Linked DNA regions of Rattus norvegicus: all the other regions are linked to region 3. Evidence: chromatin contacts called from public Hi-C data. All regions are on one chromosome and are shown on one strand. Each heading gives the region's core, a stretch centred on a gene start, on an enhancer-like site or on the middle of the called end of the contact. The rest is flanking DNA. Distances are from core to core; before and after follow the strand shown.

Region 1 (2,700 bases), core at 67-2,566, 420 kb after region 3:
GCAGATGGGGGACTGAAAAGGGCCCTGCCCTCTTTGCAGTTAGCACCCAGGAGCAGGGTGTTATTCTAAATTCTTTGGACAGGGTGTTATTCTAAATTCTTTGGACAGGGTGTTATGCTAAATTCTTTGGAAACTCTCTGGTTAAGGCAGCCATAGCCATTATGTTTGAATCTTACAATGCCTCCATGAGATCCAGCTGTAAGGCATTTTTTTCAATTAGTGATCAAGTGTTGGAGGGCCCATTGTGGGTGGTGCCATTCCTGAGGTGGCAGTCTTGGGTTCTATAAGAAAGCAAGCTGAGCAAGCCAGGGGGAAGCAAGCCAGGAAGCAGCATTCCCCAATGCCTTCTGCATCCATTCCTGCCTCCTAGTTCCTACCCTGTGTGAGTTCCTGTCCTGACTTCCTTTGGTGATGAACAGCAATGTGGAAGTGTACGCTGAATAAACCCTTTCCTCCCCAACTTGCTTCAAGGTCCTAATGTTTGTGCAGGAAAGAAACCCTAGGACAGATTCTCTCCCAGAGGCTTGTCTGTATGCCTCTTCCTGCCACCCTTTCTCTTGCCAGGCCCCTAACCAATTACTCCAATTATATGTTCTTTCTCAGGAACTCATGGATATTCCCACTTAACCCATCTCTACCAGAAGAATGACTATGTCTACTGCACAAGGCATTGCCTAGAGTGTTTTAAAGACCCATTCATAGCAGTTCATTTGCAAGCTTGAACCTACATGCAAATTCATGGGGGTGTTTAAAGGTGGAGCCTAATATAAGGTGCTATCATCAAGGAGAATTGATATAGTTACCTTGGACTTTACTTAGTTCTAAGAGAAAGAACAGGGAAAAAGCAGACCCTCCCTGCACTCTGGCTTCCTGCCTTGCCATGATTTCTCCTGCTCACAATGCTCCTCCCACAGGATGCCATCCACCATGAAGTAATACAGCCAGGGAGCCCTTTGCAGTGCTATTTGACCTTGCAGCCTCCAGTACTACGAGCCAAAAAAACCTCTCCTCTATACAAAGTCCCCAGCCTACTGTATTTTGTTACAGCAATGGAAAACGAACTAACACGACAACCCATCTGTAATGCAGACTTGACTTTTTCTTCTTCTATAAGACACTTCTATAAGGCAGTGTCCATCTAAAGACCCTTAGCATAAATGTCTGCTGGCGGAGAGAAAACACAGTGATGTGGAGGAACCGAGCCACTTGCTCGTGTAGCTTCTTTGGAAATCTCTGGCCACGCTGTGATGCATACCCAGTGCAGCTCCTGAAGAATGAGTCGGCATGCATTTAACTGTGGCGATATTACCTTGACTTTAAGGGGGAAACCTGCAGAGGGCTCTGTAGAACATACCGTAGCATAAAATGCTAGTCATAGGCTCGGAGGATTCTAGAGAGGGCATTAACATCTCTATCTGGCAGATAATCAGAAGAAACTTGAGGTTCTCCAGTTAACAGACTGTCTTAATCCATTCAAACAGCCTCAGTACATGAACAGCCCGACAGGAATATGGTGTGAGCCACCCGTGGGATTTTAAATTATGGAGCAATACCATTGCCAACAGTGAGCAGAAATAGGTGGAATTGTTTTAAAGCCGTGTCTTACTTAACATATCCAAAACATTGTCAACTCAATGTCAACTCAATGTAATGAATATTTTACATGACATATTCTCTCTCTCTCTCTCTCCCTCTCTCTCTCTCTCTCTCTCTCTCTCTCTCTCTCTCTCTCTCTCTCTCTCTTATCGTGCTGTCTTTGAAATCTGGTATATGGGTTTTGTAAAGCACATCTCAGCAAGCTATCTGCAAGTACTCGGCGGCCATGTGCACCTTGTAGCAAATGTCTCCAAAGCAATGGCTTTAAATCCTGCTCAGCTCTCTGCTCTCTTCCCTGATGTACTCCTTCGTGGCAGATCCTAGCGTGTAGGAGGAAGCTGCTTGGGCAGTAACCTTGCCTCTGGTGGGAATCTGCTGTCCTTGGCATTTTCAAAACCTTGGCAGCCCCCACCCGTGCCCTTTGTGCTCTGCTGCCCCCACTCAGCTTCACGGGTGCTGCTGCCACTTTCTGAGAAGGCTCGGTGTGGAAAGAAAAGGAAGTCAGGCAGGGTAGACAAATGTTTAACTCCATCTCTGTGTGTACCCTGTAATTTAAGGCTAAATCCAGCTCGATTCGGTTTCTGTGGCAACCGAAGGAACCAGCTTTCTCCACGGCTAAGTTCATCACTCGTTGTCAGACTCCTATACACGGGGTGCCCACAAAACACTCAGCTTCCCAAATACCCCAGCTCTGGTGTTCTAGAAACCCTAGACCCTGAGCTCAAGCCAGGAATACAAAGAATGGGCGCACCTAATCGCAGAGCATGTAGGGACGGCAAGAGCAAGACTAGCAGGGCTTTCTTCATAGCAGCCTTTCGAAACGGGACCGATTTCCTCGGCCCCAGGAAGGCTCTCTTCAGAGCAGGAGGCCGAAACAGGTGGCCTGAGAGTTCCTCGTTAGCCTGGCTGCACATCATAGGCCCTTACTAGAAGCTTTTCTCCTTTTGTTCACTTCCCTTCAGCACACTTGCATGGCCTGAGAGGCAGGTTTAATTTGGCTTTAGCCTTGAACCAGATGCTTCTGGAGCTTCTTCTACTGGGGTCCGGCTTGTGGAACCATTCTGGAACATCCATGGCAAGGGGTCCTTCTGACAGCCCTTCCCG
Region 2 (2,700 bases), core at 161-2,660, 300 kb after region 3:
ACAACTGTGTTTACTACATAATACTCTCTAGGAATAAAGGAAATCAAGAATAATCTGAGAACAGATATCACATCTTGTACTTCCGTGATTCTAGAACAGACACCTCTATTTTTTCCCTTCTATCTGTTCTTTATTTAACTTTTCTCATTTTTAGTCGGGAAAAAAAATGATTGCTTGGAATGAAGACTGCCTTCTTCAACCTTCTGTGAGGCTGAGCCTACCGAGGAGACTACCCTTCGAGACTGCATATGCAACTTCTGAAAAATGCCCTTGGGAGTAGGACATGAAAACCCTGGGTTCTGAGGATTTCCCACCAGCCTTGGTCTGAATGGCCCCTGATTTACAGTGCTATGGAGAAGAACAGAAAACCGAACTACAAGTTTGGGTCACTATGACTCTGGACTTAGGGTCATTTACAGATAAACTATTCCTCTGCGAGAGACCACTTCAGCCCCTCGGGGGACAAAAAGCCTTTCATTGCTTCAACAGCTACAGTTATGATACTGTAGTCAACTAAGCAAATAAGTTGGGCATATTGTCTTTTACATCTTTTTGGAAGGTGATTGTGATTCACAGATATATGCACACACATATGTAAGGACTGAGGCATTATTCATCCTTGTATGGTCAGCAAATCAGACTGAGAAACACACACACACACACACACACACACACACACACACACTGTGGAGCCTGTATAGATGGGTAAGGATTTGCAGTGCAGAATGTATCAATCTGAAGAACAAGTTCAAGAATTGTCACTGACTGCTGAATTGTAAGTCACTGCATCCTTTGGGATTGATCAACTTGCTAAGAATACACATCACAATTTTAAAGCGATCCTTCCTTGTTATACAGTAATTTTTAGAGATTGGTTCTAAGGAAATCATGTGGAGAAAGAGTGGTGCTCAAAACTCTCATCGGAGCACTAGGTAGGGAGATAGTTTCTGCACTTAAGGTTTCAGTCAATAAATACGTCTGTGAGAAGTGTTAGATTGGCAGCCAGCTGGCCTCCTCCTTCCCAGGGAGTTGGCTTTCATGAAGAAAGAGATTATAAGAGGATGGGAACGGAATCGAGAAGAGGAGACAGCAAGCAACAAGGCACCTGCCTCCAACCCAGACCATAGTGCCGTCTTCCTACAACAGAGAAACAATTACCCAGAGTCCAAAGAAACCATACCCCATAATAAGACAGTGTTGCCTAGTGCTTGGGGCTGAAAGAAAGACAGTATAGAGACGTCTTCATCTGGGGGACGAAGCTCAGTTTGGTTGAACACTGGTAGACGGAGATAGGCATTGGCAACCCTGAGATCTGCAGCTCTAAGATGAAGAGGTCCGGTAGGGAGACAGGCCAGCACCACGGTGGTGGGCGCAGCTGCAGCGACAGTGAGCAGGTGCTGCCCCCAAGTGGTTCTTCAGACAGCAGGCATGCGCACAGGGCCAGAAGCCTCAAAACAGGTCACTCCAGAACTGGCTTGGTCTTCCCGGTATAAACCGAAAGGGATGCGTTGCTAAGGCATATGCGGATGGGGGCAAGCCAAATGTGTAGCAGCAGGTGTGCTCTAACCTAGGTGTACTGTGGTGGGGAATGTTCCGTGAATCCCGACTGGCTCACAATCTGTGCGCCCATCTCCTTCCCTCTTCTCATTTCCAGAGCACAAGCGTCCGTTTGGGTCTAATCAAAAAGTGGTACGCTGTGAGGTTCACGAGGCAGAAGGACGGCAGGCCGCTGTTTCTCCCACAGGAAGATCTACTCACGTGAATGAGTGTCAGTACAGGGCTGACAATAGGCTTTGACCAGAAAGTCTCTTAGGTCCAGCAGTCCGCTGTGCCCAGCTATGGAGGAAGCACGTGCAATATCTGTGAGTGTTAATTGAAGCTCTTCCTGAACACTGCTCCAGTCCTTGATTATTGTTTGAGAATTTCATACGTGCTTTCTAAATAAATCCACACCGCCTTCCCTCTCCTCCAATTCCTCCTCTGCCCCCTCAGCCCCCACAGCGCCATTCTTTCTCAACTCCACGTGCTCTTATCTTAAGCCCACTTAGTTCTCAGTGATACTCGAGCGTGCGCGTGTACATATGGAGATTTACTGGAACCTGTGTTGCCCCTCGAGGGCTGCATCCCTAAAGAAAACTGACTCTCCCTTCACATCCCCCAGCAGCCACTTAGCCAATAGCTCCTCAGTAAGGCTAGGGTGGGACCTCAAGAGCTCCCTCCAGTGCATGCTGGGAGTTCAGTCATCTTGGTCTTGGCAGATCTTCATCAGGCAGCCACAGTTGATACGAGTTCTTGCTCTCAGTGGCACTATCATGCTCTACAACTACTGTTTTGCTGCAGATGTCCATTACCCCTGGCTCTTATACTCGTCAACACACACACACACACACACACACACACACACACACACACACATCCTTGTGACGTAGCAATCAAATTTAGAGATGAACACTGCTCAGTCTCTGTATTTATTCTCTGTACATTGACAAGTTGTGGGTCTCCGTACAGTCAACATGTACTGAATAAAAGCTTCTCTGTTGAAGGTTGAGAGGTGAGAGGCTTTATGTTGATGCCATGAAGGACTTAAAGAGCAGTTTATTATTACGTCCACTTAAGGGAAGAATCATATGGGAGACCAATACAACTTTTGCATAAACTCTCCCTCCCGTGTGAATTCATGGCTTCAAACAGAAATGCAGT
Region 3 (2,700 bases), core at 109-2,608:
ACCAAAACACCAGTGAAGCAAACAGGAGGGAAGGAGAAAAAGACCTTCATTGAGAGTAAGCCGAAGCAAGCAGACCTTCAGGACACTTCAGAGAATTTGTGTAACCACACAGAAGGAGGAAACCAGATAGTTATGAACATGGCCTTTACAATATATCCTAAGTCTTCAACAGTGGAGAGAAGCTAGGAGATTCTAAACTTCTGAGTAGAATTCCTTCTTCTACCTGGATGGACAAAGAAGTCTGAGTCTACTTTTGCTATTTTATAGGACTAAGAATATGAGCCACTGTATGCATCTTCTGAGAGCTAAAGTAACTCACTGTGGTCAAAGGACATGTATGGAAGGGGTAGGCAAGGAAAAATCTCAAAAGCTTAGATTGTATTAACAGCATCTATATGAATCATGATTTTGAGACGATATACATGTTTATGTAAATATGTGTCCATCTACACATTTACTCACTTATATTAATTATTATATGTATATTTCAACTATCATACAAGACCCCAATTTATCTTTTTTTTCCGGAGCTGAGGATTGAACCCAGGGCCTTGCACTTGCTAGACTGAGCTAAACTCCCAACCCTCCCAATTTATCTTTTAAAAAAATATGTATGTGTGGATGTTTTATCTATGTCTTTACCTGTGCACCGTGTGTGTGTGTGTGTGTGTGTGTGTGTGTGTGTGTGTGTGTGTGTGTGTGTAGTGCACACAGAGGCCAGAAGAGGGCTTTGGGTCTTGGGATTGGAGTTCCAGGTGGTTATGAGCTGCCATGCAAGTGGTAAGAATTGAACTTTGGTCCTTTGGTAGAGCAGACAGTGCTCTTAATTGCTGAGCTGTCTTTTCAGTACCACAGACCTCAATTCATCAATACAAATTTGTAATAAAAGGAACCAGGAACAAGAAATGGCAGTTCCAGCACAGAAACAAAAAGGACTTTGTAGTCGTTTGCTCTATTAGAAAGGAAGGAAGAAGGGGAGAGATATTGAATAAGTTCTTACCAAATCTGAAAAATAAAAAGAACATCAGTGGGCTTATATTGCCAACAAACAGATAGACAAACATTAAGTTGATGGAAAAGAGGGCTCTTGTGTCTGGTAAATGTTAGAACTGGGGACCTGTTATTTTCAGCCATCCTAGGTAAGAACGAGTTAGGTAAGAATCCACAGTGAGTGCTAATATAGTAGGACATTTGCAACACCCCAGCCTGGGGAGAGCATGTGAGCATCTTTGTAGCTCTGCCTCTGAAGTAGAGAAGAGGGAGTACTGTTGAGGATGGGGCCAAGCAGTGCTTTAAAAGCCCTGATTGTTCCAAGGGGCGGGGATGAGGGGGAAGGAGACAGCATGGGCAGAGGAAGAGAAAACGGAGAAAGGAGGAGGAACAGGAAAAGAAAGGAGGAAGAAGTCTTTAGTTCCGCTGGCATCTAAATTTGGTAGATGTTTAGACAGCCAATAATTTATTTCCAGGCTTGCAAAAACCACTTATTCTGCCCTGCTGTCGACATAAAATCTCATACACATTTTTACTGAAGTGGATGAGCTCACCAGGGTTGCATTTTAACCCACACTCCTTGGCAACACTGGTATCTCTGTGTGGGAGGCACACAGGGGTAGTAATTTAGTTGGAGGAGGGTGGTGAGCTCGCAGACGTGCATTGAGGCTGAGCTTGAATGGCAAGCTCCCATCTTGTTTCTTTGGTTCGTTCTTTTCTGGAACATTCACTGTATACTTATCTGTGACAGCTAAAAAGCTGAAAGTCTCCCCAAATTGCTGTCATTCGTCTACGGCTCAGCGGTCTCAGCTTTGAAGAGGCCACCGCAATGCCACTGCTGTGGGGGCACAGCATACCCCTGGGCGATATGGACAGCAACTGTGGACTCACGTGGACCACAGACTGGCAGCCACTGGTAGCTTTGTGGATGTTCACACTGCCCTCTTGGACCCACCCACGGTCCCAACTCCAATTCAGGTGACCCTGGTTCTTCAATGATCTATCCTGCTGTGGGAATACAGAAAGCCTCAGTTTGTGTGTGTGCACTTGTGGGGCTGCATGTACACGCTCAAGCAGGTGCGTACCCACTTGAGCAGGCACAGGCCAGAGGAGGCGGTCAGGTGCCCTCTTCTGTTGCTTTCTACTTTAGTGCCTAGTGGTATGGTCTCTCTCTGAACATGGACTTGTCATTTCGGGGCTAGGCTTGTGGCCATCACGCCCCAGACATCCTCTTGAGTCTCTGCCCCTCTCCCAACCAGCACTGGGGTCATCGTTTCACAAGCCCACACCTAGACCTCTGTGCATAGGTGCTGGAGATCTGAGTTCAAATCCTCACACCTGAGCAGCAAGGACTCTTAGCCACTGAGCCATGTCTCCAGCCCAGCTTACATAGTTTTAGAGGCATCTATGCACATGTAAGTGGAGAGGACAACGACTTGCCTCTGTTCTCTAACTGTGGTAGCATCTAACTTAGACCAGTTCTCTGGAACTTGCTAAGGATACAACATCTCCAGGGCCCTGGTGTACTCATTCAAAACTCTCTGAGCCTCGGACCCAGCAACAGGCCATTCGCCTTCATGCGAAAGTTTAAACAGCATTATTCTCAGGGGCTCAGCTTATCACAGTCTTCCTCATTCCATACTGTTAACGTCAAACAGAGTTGATAAGCATTACTGGATGTTTATTATTCAGAAAAATCTATTTCTGAAT

What was found. Hi-C and Micro-C count contacts between places; a contact is called where the count stands out from the background.
Region 1: a Hi-C map of frontal cortex shows a contact between it and region 3, with 1.8 times the contacts expected there. The contact joins two enhancer-like sites.
Region 2: a Hi-C map of frontal cortex shows a contact between it and region 3, with 2.0 times the contacts expected there. The contact joins two enhancer-like sites. A contact is called at or near these places in 2 of 12 Hi-C or Micro-C datasets (frontal cortex and hepatocytes).

Annotation. Positions count from the first base shown.
Region 1 is chr13:79,880,710-79,883,409 of GRCr8, forward strand. No RefSeq gene overlaps it. Among named protein-coding and RNA genes, the nearest start is that of Xcl1, 97 kb to the left of the region's middle. Within about 2 kb of position 1,317, at least 40 of the 93 cell types and tissues checked have an H3K27ac peak or open chromatin away from gene starts, as enhancers often do.
Region 2 is chr13:79,760,356-79,763,055 of GRCr8, forward strand. No RefSeq gene overlaps it. Among named protein-coding and RNA genes, the nearest start is that of Xcl1, 24 kb to the right of the region's middle. Within about 2 kb of position 1,411, at least 5 of the 93 cell types and tissues checked have an H3K27ac peak or open chromatin away from gene starts, as enhancers often do.
Region 3 is chr13:79,460,028-79,462,727 of GRCr8, forward strand. It overlaps LOC120096206 (a long non-coding RNA gene), which reads right to left. Exons shown (of 4, transcript XR_005492368.2): 4 at 2,655-2,700. Among named protein-coding and RNA genes, the nearest start is that of Atp1b1, 120 kb to the left of the region's middle. Within about 2 kb of position 1,359, at least 34 of the 93 cell types and tissues checked have an H3K27ac peak or open chromatin away from gene starts, as enhancers often do.